Regions from separate parts of the Pan troglodytes genome. Here region 2 is linked to region 1. Evidence: chromatin contacts called from public Hi-C data. All regions are on one chromosome and are shown on one strand. The core of a region is the stretch at or near the end of the contact, and the rest is flanking DNA. Distances in the headings are between cores, read along the strand shown.

What was found. Hi-C and Micro-C count contacts between places; a contact is called where the count stands out from the background.
Region 2: a Hi-C map of stem cell-derived neural progenitor cells shows a contact between it and region 1, with 1.9 times the contacts expected there. The contact joins two enhancer-like sites. A contact is called at or near these places in 2 of 7 Hi-C or Micro-C datasets (induced pluripotent stem cells and stem cell-derived neural progenitor cells).

Annotation. Positions count from the first base shown.
Region 1 is chr19:92,827,883-92,833,917 of NHGRI_mPanTro3-v2.0_pri, reverse strand. No RefSeq gene overlaps it. Among named protein-coding and RNA genes, the nearest start is that of CBX8, 14 kb to the right of the region's middle. Within about 2 kb of position 3,492, at least 16 of the 24 cell types and tissues checked have an H3K27ac peak or open chromatin away from gene starts, as enhancers often do. A contact at or near this core is called in stem cell-derived neural progenitor cells, where this site is marked.
Region 2 is chr19:92,942,976-92,949,010 of NHGRI_mPanTro3-v2.0_pri, reverse strand. No RefSeq gene overlaps it. Among named protein-coding and RNA genes, the nearest start is that of CBX4, 86 kb to the right of the region's middle. Within about 2 kb of position 2,345, at least 7 of the 24 cell types and tissues checked have an H3K27ac peak or open chromatin away from gene starts, as enhancers often do. A contact at or near this core is called in stem cell-derived neural progenitor cells, where this site is marked.

The DNA.
Region 1 (6,035 bases), core at 2,243-4,742:
CCGGGTGGGCTGCAGGGGCCCCCGCCGGCCCGGGGCGGGCTTTGTCTGCGGCAGCTCCGCTTTGGGAAGGCGCCAGCCGGGGTACAAGATGGCGGGGAAAGGGTGGGATCGCAGGCGCTCGCCACGCGGAGCGGCCCCGCTCTGCCTGCAATGCAGCAGGGGGAGGGGCGGGGGCACCGGCGACAGCGCCCGCCCCGCCCCCCTCCGGCCGCCGGGCGCCCCCCCGCCGGTGACCCCGCGCCCGCCGCCCCCGCCGCCTCTGTCTGGCGGCTGCAGCCTCCGCCTCACTCCGCAGAGCCCCGGCCGCGGCAGCTGCAGAAAATGGCTGCCAAAGCGGCGCCAGTCGCCACGCTGCCCCGGCGGGGGCGGGCGCCGCAGCCCCCAGCCCCGCTCTCGGTGCCCGCCCGGGGACGCTCGGCCGGGCGCAGGGACCCTCCCGGGGGAGCGGGCGGGGGCGGCCGCGGGGCGAGCGGGGGAGGGGCGGTTACCTGCGGGCAGAGGGGGCACGGGGTGGGGGCGGCCGGGGACTGCGCAGGAAGGGCGCGCTCGGTCTGTCCCCACCCCCACCCCGGTGCCCGGTGCCCTCGCGAGGTCGCGGCGCTCCGGTGGGGAAATGTTAATGGGGTGTTGACCTCGGTGACCGTGTGTCGCTCCCACCCATTTAGAAATCAGTCTCCCCCAAACCCTCTGGCGTTGGAGCTGGGCCGGCTAGCCCCGATGCTCCCCGCAGAAAAATAAAAAAAATAACAAATAACAAAGCTGTGTGCGTGCTGACTACAGACGAGCCAAGCCCGGAACTCCGCGGAGAAGATCCGGGTGGATCCTCGGGCGCCATAAACCGCAGCCACCACCGTAGCTCAGCAGGTGCCGAGCGCCCACCCTCCTCTCGGCGGGGAGCCGCTTTCCGACCCCCTCCTCGGCCCCGCCGAGAGCCACCCGCGCCGAAGAGGCGCCGGCGGCCACCCCGCCGCTCCCCAGCACCCGGGCCCGAGCACCCTTCTCCGGGCGCCAAGGGGAGCTCAGGGTGAACTGGACACCCGGCCTGGGGCATGGGCTCAGGGCAGGGCCCGGGGGCGCACCAGGGCAGGGGACGAAATCGCCCCAGGAGCTCCAGGACTGAGATTGCTGAGAAATAAACGAAAAGTGCGCACAGAGGACTGGTGGGTGGGGTTAGACTCCGGAGTTGGGACCCCTTGGCACAGCCGCGTGGGTTCGTACCCCCACTTCCCCAACCCAAAGGAACCCAGGCCCCAGCGGGCCGGGCCGGCCGGGGAGAGGTGTGCCTGTAGACTTGGTGCTTTATTTTTCCCTTTCTGCAAGTTTCTCTCTCATCCCTCTCCGCCAGCTGCGTTCTCGACTCTTCTGATTTCACCACCAGTGCCTGGAAAATTCAAATTCAGTGTATAAGAGGGCAGGGGCCAGGGACCAGGAGCCAACAGGTCAGGAAAAGGGGTTTCCAGATTCGGGAGCGCTTCTGCTCCTGGGGTTTAAGAACAGAGAAGAAAAGGCGCATTTGAGACACGTCCCTGTGCGGAGAGAAGTCGGGGGACATCTGGGGGTCCGCATTCCCCCTCCCCCACCTGGGCGGAGGAATCCATGTAACTAAGCACGCAGAAACTTGAAGATGGGGATTTATTATAAATGACCTGGCTAAAGGGGCGTGGGGAGAGCGGGTCAGGGATGGTGTACTTCGGGAGCACCAAGAGGCAGCACCCGGGTATCCATGGATTTTCCAGGACCTGAAGAGGTCTCAATGGCAGAGGTCCGGCGCTGGGCGAAAACCCAGGCAAACTCTCCGCCCCAAGGGCACTCCCCAGTCCCTACTCTGGAGGGAAACAGCTTTCTTCTGGGCAAAACACCGCGGCAGCGAATCTCAGCTAAGGTCAGGGAGGGATACATGCTGGCACCAAGGGCTGCCGCCGCCGCAGCGCTTCCTTCCGCAGAAACAGCAAGGAGGAGGCGGCCGAAGCTAACTCGATCCAGCAGGCAGCGCCCTCCCCAATCTAGCACCCTCGTTCCCTGGCAGTGCCCGCTTCCACCACCTTCCTCTAGTAGGGACCAGGTTAGGGAATTTGAGATTTTGAAGGGAAGGAGGGCGAGGGTAAGGGAGGATGCCCAAGACGGGCGGAGGTCGCGCTGGTCATCGCGCCCTGGTCCCCATCCCCCACTCTAGCTGGCCCTCCCACGCGACCCCCACCTGCGCGGTGTTCCAGGCGCAGGCTGCCCAGCAGGGGGCATCGCCGGGCGCCTCCCGCAGGCGGCAGCCCTAGAGGCGAGCTCGGTCACAGGCACAGTCCCTAAGGGCACTAGGGTGTCCATTGTCTTAGCGGTTCCCTTTGGGTGAACTCAGGACAGGAGTGGGTCCCCGAGAGGATGGCTCTGGCCCCCACGGCGTCGCCAGAACACGCGCGCCGGAACCGTGACAGCCCCAGAGGGGTCAGCCGGACACCTGTGCATGCGTGCGCGTGCGCGCGCCTCGGCGGGTTGGGGAGGGGGCGAGGGGCGCCCCCGAATCCGCAGTGCCCTTTCTGCCTGAGTTTGAGGCGATCGAGAGCCTTATCCCCAGAGGAATAGCTACGCCTTCTCTCTTCGCCCGCTCCCATCCCGCGGGTGGGCCCGGCGCTGGGCACCTGACCAACAACCCGCAGCCACCGCTCCACTGCATTCTGCCTGGAAACCCCAGAGTGCTTCTTCTAGTGCATTTTTCTCCCCGCACGCAGGGTTTTTTTTTTCCTCAACAATTGGCAGGTTTTTAAAGTAACCTTTAAATGAGACATCGATTTACCATTATTATGATTGCATTCAGAAATCCAGCCCGAAGGGACACCCTGGGAGATGCTAATTTGGAGGTACCTAGGGCTGTTTATGATTTAGCACTTCCCTAGCCTCGGAAGCACATTTCTTTTGCAGCTAATTGCTCTGATTATCTAGGGGGGAGGTGGCGGAGGGGGGTGGGGGGGGGGGCGGACTCGGACTGTTCCCAGAGCCCCGTGCGTGCACGCAGTGAACCTGATGCTGCAGCGGCTACTGCGGCAGCGACACACTCTCTCACACACACACACGCACACACACACACACGCACAGACACACACGCACACAAGCTCCCCTCCCGCATCCGGGCCTTCCCGCTCCTCCGCCGTTGCTCGCTGGGTTTGGGGAGGGGGTGCGTGGGGTGGGAGTGGGAGCGTGCGCGGAGCGGGAGAGGACAGGCCAAGCGGCCACGGGAGAAGAATGACAACGAGGCAGAGGGAGGAGGAAGGCCGCGGGAAGAAAAATTGGGGAGAGGGTGCAGGCAAAAAGGGGGGTTAAGCAACGAGGGGGTTGCGGAGGCGAGAGGCGGAGATACCCGGGGAGAAAGAAAGGGAGGGGGCGGGGAGCGGGCGGGGGCGGCTGGCTGGTTTCCACTCGTGAGAGCCGGTTGCCGAGAGACGCGCGGGCCAATGAGCGCGCACCAGCTCAGCCCGGCGCCCGCCGCGTGCCCTTATATGGTGCGGCCGCTCGGCGGGCGCTCGCGCACATCGCCATATAAGGGCAGGAACCTAAATACAGGCTATACCTTGTTCTCCGCTCGCCCGGCCGCGGCCCCGGCGATCGATGAGCGCGCCGCCGAGCGGGCTGCAGCGCGCGGGCCCCGGGAGCCGGCGGGGAGGGGGCCGCGGCGGCCGTTCAGCCCGGGCCAGATGTGGCCGGCGCAATGGCTGCCCGGCCAGCTGCAGCGCTCGGAAGGTGCCACTCGCCGCCGCTGCGCTCTCCATCCTTTCCCTCTCCCCCTGCCTCCCCGTTTGGAGGTGCAAATGCAGATGAACCGGGATTGAAATCTAATTGCTTTTGTTTAAAAAAATGTGAACCAGTCCGCATTGAGTTTGAGCAGACGCCTGGGATCCCGGCAAACCAAGCAGAACGCCTGGGGGAGAGAAGGGGAAAAGCCCTAGGGTCTGGGCGGGGGGCGGGGGCCGGGGGGAGGCGCCGGTAGAGTGCTGCGTGGAGCCTCAGCGCCAGGAGGCCGGGAACAGTGGCCACGAGGACCCACTGGCTCTGTGCCCTGGAGGCGCGGGCGGCCTGGAGCCACCCAGGTGGTGGAAGGGAGAGGTGAGATGTGTCGCTGTCACACCTTTCTTCTCTGTCGCTGTGCCAGCCCTGCTCCTGACGCAGGCTACAAGAGGCTGGGGGGATAGGGGACAGGCCCCCCAGCTCGGAAGATTGAAGCCATCAGGGCTGGATCTGGGCAAGGAAGGAGTCATCTCAGGGATTCTCTGCCAGAGGGGCGGGGGGTCCTGGGTGAAGCCTCCTGAGATCCTGGTCGCCTTGGTCAGATTGACGCCTGCCTTTGCTGGTGACCTCAGTGTCCGTCTCGAACAGGACGCCCCACTTGCTTTCCCTCTCCCCACTTCTGGCTGGTCTCTTTGCCCACGGAAGAGGAGTCTGAGCTGCCCCTGCAAGGGTCTGGACGGTGAGAGTGGCCCCAGGATGTCCAGGGAGTGTGGAGGGGCCTCTCTGGCTAGGACACGTGGTGCACTGACCCAGTTCTCTCACACAGCCTGGTGGCACGGCGACTTGGTGCAGGTGTATGCTGTCGTAGACCTAGTGGTAGCCCGCCCAGCACCCCCACCAGGTGCACAGTGAGGCCTTTACTTCCCACGGGTGGCAGAAGGCAGGAGAGACCCCCGACACCCACAGGTCCCAAGGCCTCACCGGTGGATGGCACGGAAGAAGCTTATGCACCTGGAGCAGTGACCCCTCATATGGAGAGGACTGTCCCTCAGCACATACCCATCACCCCTCAGGTGTCCGTCTCCGCGCAGTTTAGACTGTGATTGTGTCAACCTTGCCTCGGCTCGCCAGTGCCTGGAGATGCTGACAAGAGAGCCTCTTTCTCCAAGGAGGCCATTTCCAGTAGCATGATGCCACCTATAGAATGTACCTGGAATTAGTCTGAGCTGCAGCCTTGCTGCCAGCAGTGTGGGGCTGGAGGGAGGAGCACACCTTAGATTGTTCCTCGCCAGAGTTGAGCCGAGAATGGTAGCCTAGTCACACAGGCCTTCCCCTGGAGTCCTCCTCTTGCCACCCTGGGTCTCCTAGGTAGGTATTTGGTAGCTCTGGGCCTGGCATCATTGGGAAAATGGTGGCCAGTACCCGGTGTATCTGGGACAGGAATCTGCCACTCCTACTAGGAGTCCCTAGCTTCCTGGGCAGGCACAAACTCCAGGGTTCCGTGTACTGCCCTGGGCATGTGCATCAGTGGTCAGCACTCAACAGTCAACAAGTATTTCCAAAAGGTTCAGGAAAACCCTCATATGCCTACATGAATGATCTCGAGGTGTCGAACATGGAGACCAGACTGGCGGCTCCAAGGCTGCCTGCTCCGAACACTGGTTTTGCAGGGAGAACAGGTTAGGGGAAAGAGAGAGACTTGTCCAAGGTAACCCAGTTAGCCAGGGGCAGAGCAAGCCTGAATTTCATTCTCAATCCACTGTTTTATGCGTTATGCAGGTGCATCTCTGCAGCAGCGCAGGCATGGGCTTCTGTGTCAATGTGGCTTGTCAATCCTGGAACCCAGGAGCCCTAGCATGGGGACTTGAAACTGACTACCATTGATCTCAGCCGGTCCTACTCCCTGAGCAGCTGGGCAGAGGCTGGAAAAGCCAGTGGGTCTCTGGTCTCAGGCTGCTAAGCTCCTGGTCCCGCCAAAGGCTGGGATTGGCCATAGCCAGTGACATTGCCACAGGCTGCTCTCTCATGCCAAGCTCCAAACCCTAGAGCAGCACAGCCATGCCCGGCTCCCCTAGGTGCCTGGTTCCACACCAGCAAGAGCTACCCTGAAACTTCCCCTTAGGCTCCTCAACTCCTGGGTGACAGATTTAGGTTGAGCTCTGTCCTGTGACTTAACTTGGTCATTAACAAGTTACTTAATCCTCTGAGCCTGTGTCTTCATCTTTAAATGGAGCCTCCCTCTAAGGGTTGTGATGAGGAATAGAAGCAGAGTCCCGTAAACCTCCAGCACAAAGCCTGGCTCAGAGCAGACCTCACTCAGCGGA
Region 2 (6,035 bases), core at 1,096-3,595, 120 kb before region 1:
CTCAAGATTAGGGTCTGCCCTGCGTGGTGAGCCCCGCTTGGTGGCCTCCAGCTCAGTGGACACAGCTGCATCTGACTTGAGTGTCCCCATCACTGCTGCCCCACACAAACCCCAGTCACACACAGCCTCACATCTGGCCTCACCCGCCAAGGGCTCAGGTGACTGCCCCCCAGCAGGTGTGAGAGCTGGAGGCCAGGGGTTGGGATGGCAGCACTGGCCCAGCTGTCTCTGTCCGCTGCTTCTCCAGCCCTGATGGCACCCTGTGCGCCAGCAGTCCCTGGACCATTGCACAAATGAGCAAATGGAGGCATGGAATTTGGGGACGTGCTATGCTCACTCAGCCTGACTGTGGCTCAGAGTCAAACTGGACCAGAGGTTGGGGAGAGGGCCCTGCCCTGGCTGGAGGCCATGAACACAGAGGGGCGAGAGAATGGGCATCCAATCTGGGAAGGCCGCCCAGACCCGGCCACAGCCTCGGGTCGCTGCAAACCTGTGTCCAGCCTGCCTCGGTCAGGGAGGGAGTCCCGGGCCTGCCCACCCACAGAGGCTGCTGTGACACTCAGGTCTCATGTTCCCAGGTGGCCCCAGTTCCTGAGCCCCCGTGTATACTGCTTGGGCCTAGGGGTGAGGGCCCTGGAAGCAGACGCCCCCGGCAGCATTTACCGGTGTCTGCTGGATGTGACCCGGGGCCAGGCAGCAAGCAGGGGTCTCCCAGGTAGGATTCGTATGTTTCCTTGGTTTATTTTCAGCTGAGGGACAGGGCCTGGGGCATAGTGACTGTGGTAGAGTTGGCCTTCCTGCTCTGGGAGAGGGGGTAGCAGGGGAGGAGGGTCCCCAGAGCCCCTGGAGGGGTGAGGGGACCGTGGAGGAGGGCCGCTGCCTTGGGAAGGTCTCACTTCCCTGGCAGGGGTGGGATGCTGGGCCAAGGCCTCCATCCTGGGGAGAGACCTGAGGACGCATGAAGGGCAGGGGCTGCTAGCCAGGAGCCACCAAGCGTGGGAAGGGTCACGGGGGCCCTACGCTGGGAGGCTGGGAAGTGGCAGGGGCTTGACTGGCAGTGCCCTCCCTGCCCCCACAGCCCCACCGGCAGCTCATCAGGAAGCTCCAAGGTCCAGGGTTCCTCTTGCCTGTGGCTGTGGCATCCGATGCCTTCTGCCCTGGGAACACCAGTGGCCGCCGGCTCCCAGTGAGTGGCTGGCACTGCTGGGGAAGGGCAGGGAACCTGGCCCAGGGCTCCCAGGTGGCTGCTGGTGCTGGTGGAGGGAGGAGCAGACTCACCAGCGGTTCTGAAAAGTGGCCCCCGGGATGGTAAGAGTACTAGATTCAGACTAATGGGGGTCTGAGATTCTGGGCCACAGTGCTGAGTTTACACAGCAAGGGGCTTGGGCTGAAGGTCAGGCTTGGTGGGCACCTACCGAACACTCTCAGCCATTCCTCACGATGGCCACGTGGGACAGGGCTACTATTACCCCCATTCTTTAGATTAGGAAACCAAAGCACAGAGAGGTTAAGTCACCTGCTTGAGGTCACACAGCTGCTTAGAGACCAACTGGATTCAAACTAGGGGGAGTCTGGCCCAGAGTCCACACTCAGTCAGGACTGATTCTCTACGCCTCGCCCCACTCCAACATCGTCACCTTCTACCCTCTAGGTTGCTATCAAGAGAGGATGACAGCTCAAGGACAGGCGTCCCAGGGAAAGACTGGCCAAGCTCAGGGCCTGGACACCTAGATGCCCGGGGAGGGGTGGCTTCGAGGAGGACCCCGAACGTCGCGGGGAGGGAGCAGCGCAGGCCCCAGCACAACCTGGCCTGGGTCCCAATGATGCAGTCAGAACCAGTGCACACGTCAGCACCCGGAAATGACACTGGGAGCTCAAGGCCAGTGATGGCCTTCCAGCAAACCGGACACCCCAGGGGACGTCTGGGCAGTGGGGAGTGGCCTAAGCGGATGAAAAACCTGGGGCCCACAGCTTGGAGTTCAGGTCCTAGCCATCGGCCCCCATCTCTGTGCCGCCGTATCCCTGCCCGGGCAAGGGAAGGACAGTCATGCCATCTGTGCGGGGTGGACAGGCAGTGTCTGTGGGAAAACCAGCATCACTAAAGCAGACAACGTGGGAGGCCCTCACCCGGGAGTCCCTCGGGGAAGGGCAGCTGCTTCAGGAAGGAGGCCGGAGGGTCCCCTCAGTGCAGGAAGCCAGCTCAGCCGCCCCAGGCCCAGATGGGGAGGGGGCGAGGTGGGGGACATGGAGCCGGGCCCCCTTGCAAGGAGCCCTGTGCAGATGCATGCAAGGACAGGGGCTGGCCAGCCCCAAAGCCCAGCTGTGTGGCCTGGGGCTGCTCTGGAGGGGCTGCCAGCTTAGCTATCTCGGGGCCTTGAACTTTCTATTCTGTTTTGCAATCAGTTCAGAAGGCGGCATTTCTAGATTCCCTTCTTATCACAGAGAAACTTCTAGCACAACAATAGCTGATTGTACTGCTCTCTGGGGTGCGGCTGCATTCCTGGACACCCCCCACGTTTTTTTTTTTTCGTGGTATCTTTGGAACTATAATGGATCTCATTGTGATTGGTCTGTTCAGGGGACAGTGTGGCCCTTGAATTTAGAAGCGTGAAAGGGGAGTGGGGGCTGGGGAGAGGGTGGCAAAGGAGAGTAGCGGTGGGAGGGAACCCGGAGACAACCCGCGAGACAGCCAAGGGACATCTCAGAGCATCTCGGCGGTGTCCTGTTGCATAACGCAGCTGGAAACTGCATCCCCTGGACTGACTGGGTTTGAAAATATGTAGTTATTTGTCAAACCACCAATGTTTATTTTCATTCAGTTATTAAGAAATAAAAAGGGGTAGATAATTTTCACTCCCTGCCCGTGCCTGTCCGGCAGGACTCGGCAGCAGGTCGATCCGGCGCAGACTCATCTGAGTGTGACGTAGTGGCAGCCAGTCACATCGTGTCCTCTGGAGGCCGCCTGCTGCTGCGCGGAGCCAGTGTCCAGGACCTGGGGCCGGGGGACCAGAGCTGGGACAGGCCCAGCCCCTGGGCGGCATAGCTATGTGGCCCCGGGAACACTGGCTCTCCAAGGCACAAGGTCTGTGAGTGTGTCAGGTGGGGAGCCCAACCTGCTGGGGGAACCCCCAGCCCCACAAGTAGGTGCCGGCCACTGGCAGGAGGCCCTACACTAGGCCTCACAGTCCTGCCTCTGGCCCAACAGCCTGGGCCCCAGGAGAGTGCTGCTCTGGGTGCCACCTGCCGCCACGGTCTCCTCAGCCCCTGGGGACTTCCTGCCCCACCCGGGCTCCTGAGAAAACCCTGGGAGGGATTTCTTAGAATGTTCAGCAGTTGCTGCCCAGCCCAGGACTTGGCAGGAGCCCCAGTGTCCGGAAGAGGGAGCAGATCAAGTTCCGAGGCCGGGAAGCCAGGCGTGCTGGCAGGGAGGCTGCGGGCCAGCGTGGTGCCTGCTGGGTGTGGATGCTGGGACTGCTACTTCATGGGGAACGTCCGGTGGGCCTCCTGCCACCCTGCCCCTTGGTGCCCCTGTCTGTAAAGTGGCACCTCCCAGGCCCAACCCTTTCTTCACTGGCTGGCCAGGGTTCAATGGGAGCAGGTTTCGTTGGCATGTAGCACCGTGCCTAAGACAGAGAGATGGCTCACAAATGGTCGTCACTGTTGTTAAATACATAAATATGCTTAGAGAAAATGGCGTTTACTCTCTTCCAGGCGTTTTCACCGGCTGCGTCCCATTCAGTCTTCCCAGCATGATCCCAGCTCGGAGAAGGCAAGGGGCCTGGTCAAGTGTCCTGGCAGGGGCTGAACCCAGATGCATGGCTGGCTCGAGGGGCCATGTGCCACAGAGGCTCACCTGTCTGAGGCTTTATTTCTGCTCTGAAACCCCTTTGTATCAGGGGCAGGGGCACCCCAAAGCCCACAAGACAAAACACAGACATCAGAAGAGACCCCTGCCCCAGTGTCATCTTTCCAGGTGGCAGGGGCCTCCGAGGGCTTGGGCTCTGGGTGGGCTCGGACTTGGAGAGCAAGAGGGACAGCCAGGGAGGGGCCCACATTGGGGACATTCAGAGGCCACTGGGTGAGGGGTCCGGGAAACGGGACAAGGCTTGTTCTTCCACAGGCGGGGCAGGCAACCTTGCACTCTGTGGAGGCCCTGCTGGACTCGCTCTGAGACAGAACTCCCTGTCACTGTCCCGTGCAAGAAGGCCTGGAGGGGGCGTTGCAGAGCAGGTGCAGGGTCCACCAGACGCCTTTGGAGGCCCTGCAGAAAGGCCAAGGGTTCTGAGATCTCAACTCAGAACCAGAGGGCTTTCCTTTTCCACCAGTCTTGGGTGCCAGAGAGGTGGGGAGCCCAGGCCAAGGGACGGCCAAGGGCTGAGGAAGCACCCAGGATCCCAAGAGAAGCTGGCAATACCTGCATGCACGTCTCATCCTGACTCCTGGGAGAGATAAGAGCACCTGTCCCCCGGTGTTGTGGACAGAGCCCGTGAGCCACCGGGCAGAGCCATGCATGATGAGGCTGTGGCCTGGCCAAGAACAGCCTGTGTCCCAGACACCAAAGAAGACATGGTGTTTGAGAGGTGGAGCCTTTGGAGCCGGTGGGGACAGCCAGGAAGGTTTCCTGGGAGAGGTGATGGATGCTCCTGCTGGGCAGAGGATGTCTCGACGTCTCCCCTGCTAGCACACAGACCGCATTAGGAGAACAGCTGAAGATGGCCTGCGGGGACACCCAGACTCTTGCCAAACAGGTGGCAGAAAAACCTAAGCTGGTTTTTTTTCCAAATAATTTATTTTTTATTTTTTATTTTTGAGGCGGAGTCTTGCTCTGTTGCCCAGGCAGGAGTGCAATGGCACGATCTAGGCTCACTGCAATCTCTGCCTCCCGGATTCAAGCGATTATCCTGCCTCAGCCTCCTGAGTAGCTGGGATTACAGGCATGCGCCACCACACCCAGCTAATTTTTTTGTATTTTTAGTAGAGACGGGGTTTCACCATGTTGGTCAGGCTGGTCTCGAACTCCTGACCTCAGATGATCCACCCATCTCGGCCTCCAAAAGTGTTGGGATAACAGGTGTGAGCCACCGTGCCCAGCCTCAAATAATGTATGGAAGGGAAGTTCACATAACATAAAATCAACCAGTTTAAGGTGTACCGTTCGGCAGCCATCATCTGCAGTCGCAGAACATGCTGGTCACCCCAGGAGGAAACGCCCGCTCATTCAGCAGTTCCTCTTCACCCCCTAGCCCCTGGCACACGGATCTGCATTCTGTGTCTATGGATTTGCCTATTCTGGATATATCATATCCTAAGGTGTTTTAAAAAGAGAATTAAAGGGCCGGGCACGGTGGCTCATGCCTGTAATCCCAGCACTTTGGGAGGTAGAGGTGGGCAGATCACCTGAGATCAGGAGTCCGAGACCAGCCTGACCAACATGGTGAAACCCCATCTCTACTAAAAATACAAAAAATTAGCCAGGCGTGGTGACACACAACTGTAATCCCAGCTTCTTGGGGCTGAGACACAAGAATGGGTTGAACCCGAGAGGCAGAGGTTGCAGTGAGCTGAGATCGTGTCACTGCACTCCAGCCTGTGTGACAGAGCTACACTCCATCTCATAAAAAAATTAAATAAAAATAAAAAGAGGATTATAGAGCCAAAGCGGGTAATTGGGTTCCAGTCCCCAGCCCACGTTTCCAGCTGTGTGGCTTGTGCACAACACTGCATCTGCATCCGCTCGTCTCAGTTTTGTCATCTGTAAAATGGACATAAGAATGTCCACAGTGGGGTCGTCATGGGGGTACAGGGCTCATCCAGGCAGAGCACTGAGTGCAGTGTTCCAAGGCCGTGGTGCACTGTAGCTGTTGGTGACATGGGTGTCGAGTGTCAGGTGTCAGGATGGTGTGGGACATGGACAGCCAGGGGCCTGGGAGAGCAAAGGCTGGAACGGTAGACCTGGCTCTCCACGGAGCACGGCTCATGCACGGAACCTCGAAAAGGCCACAGAATCCTTCCAAGTCTACGTCTGCCCCTTCCTA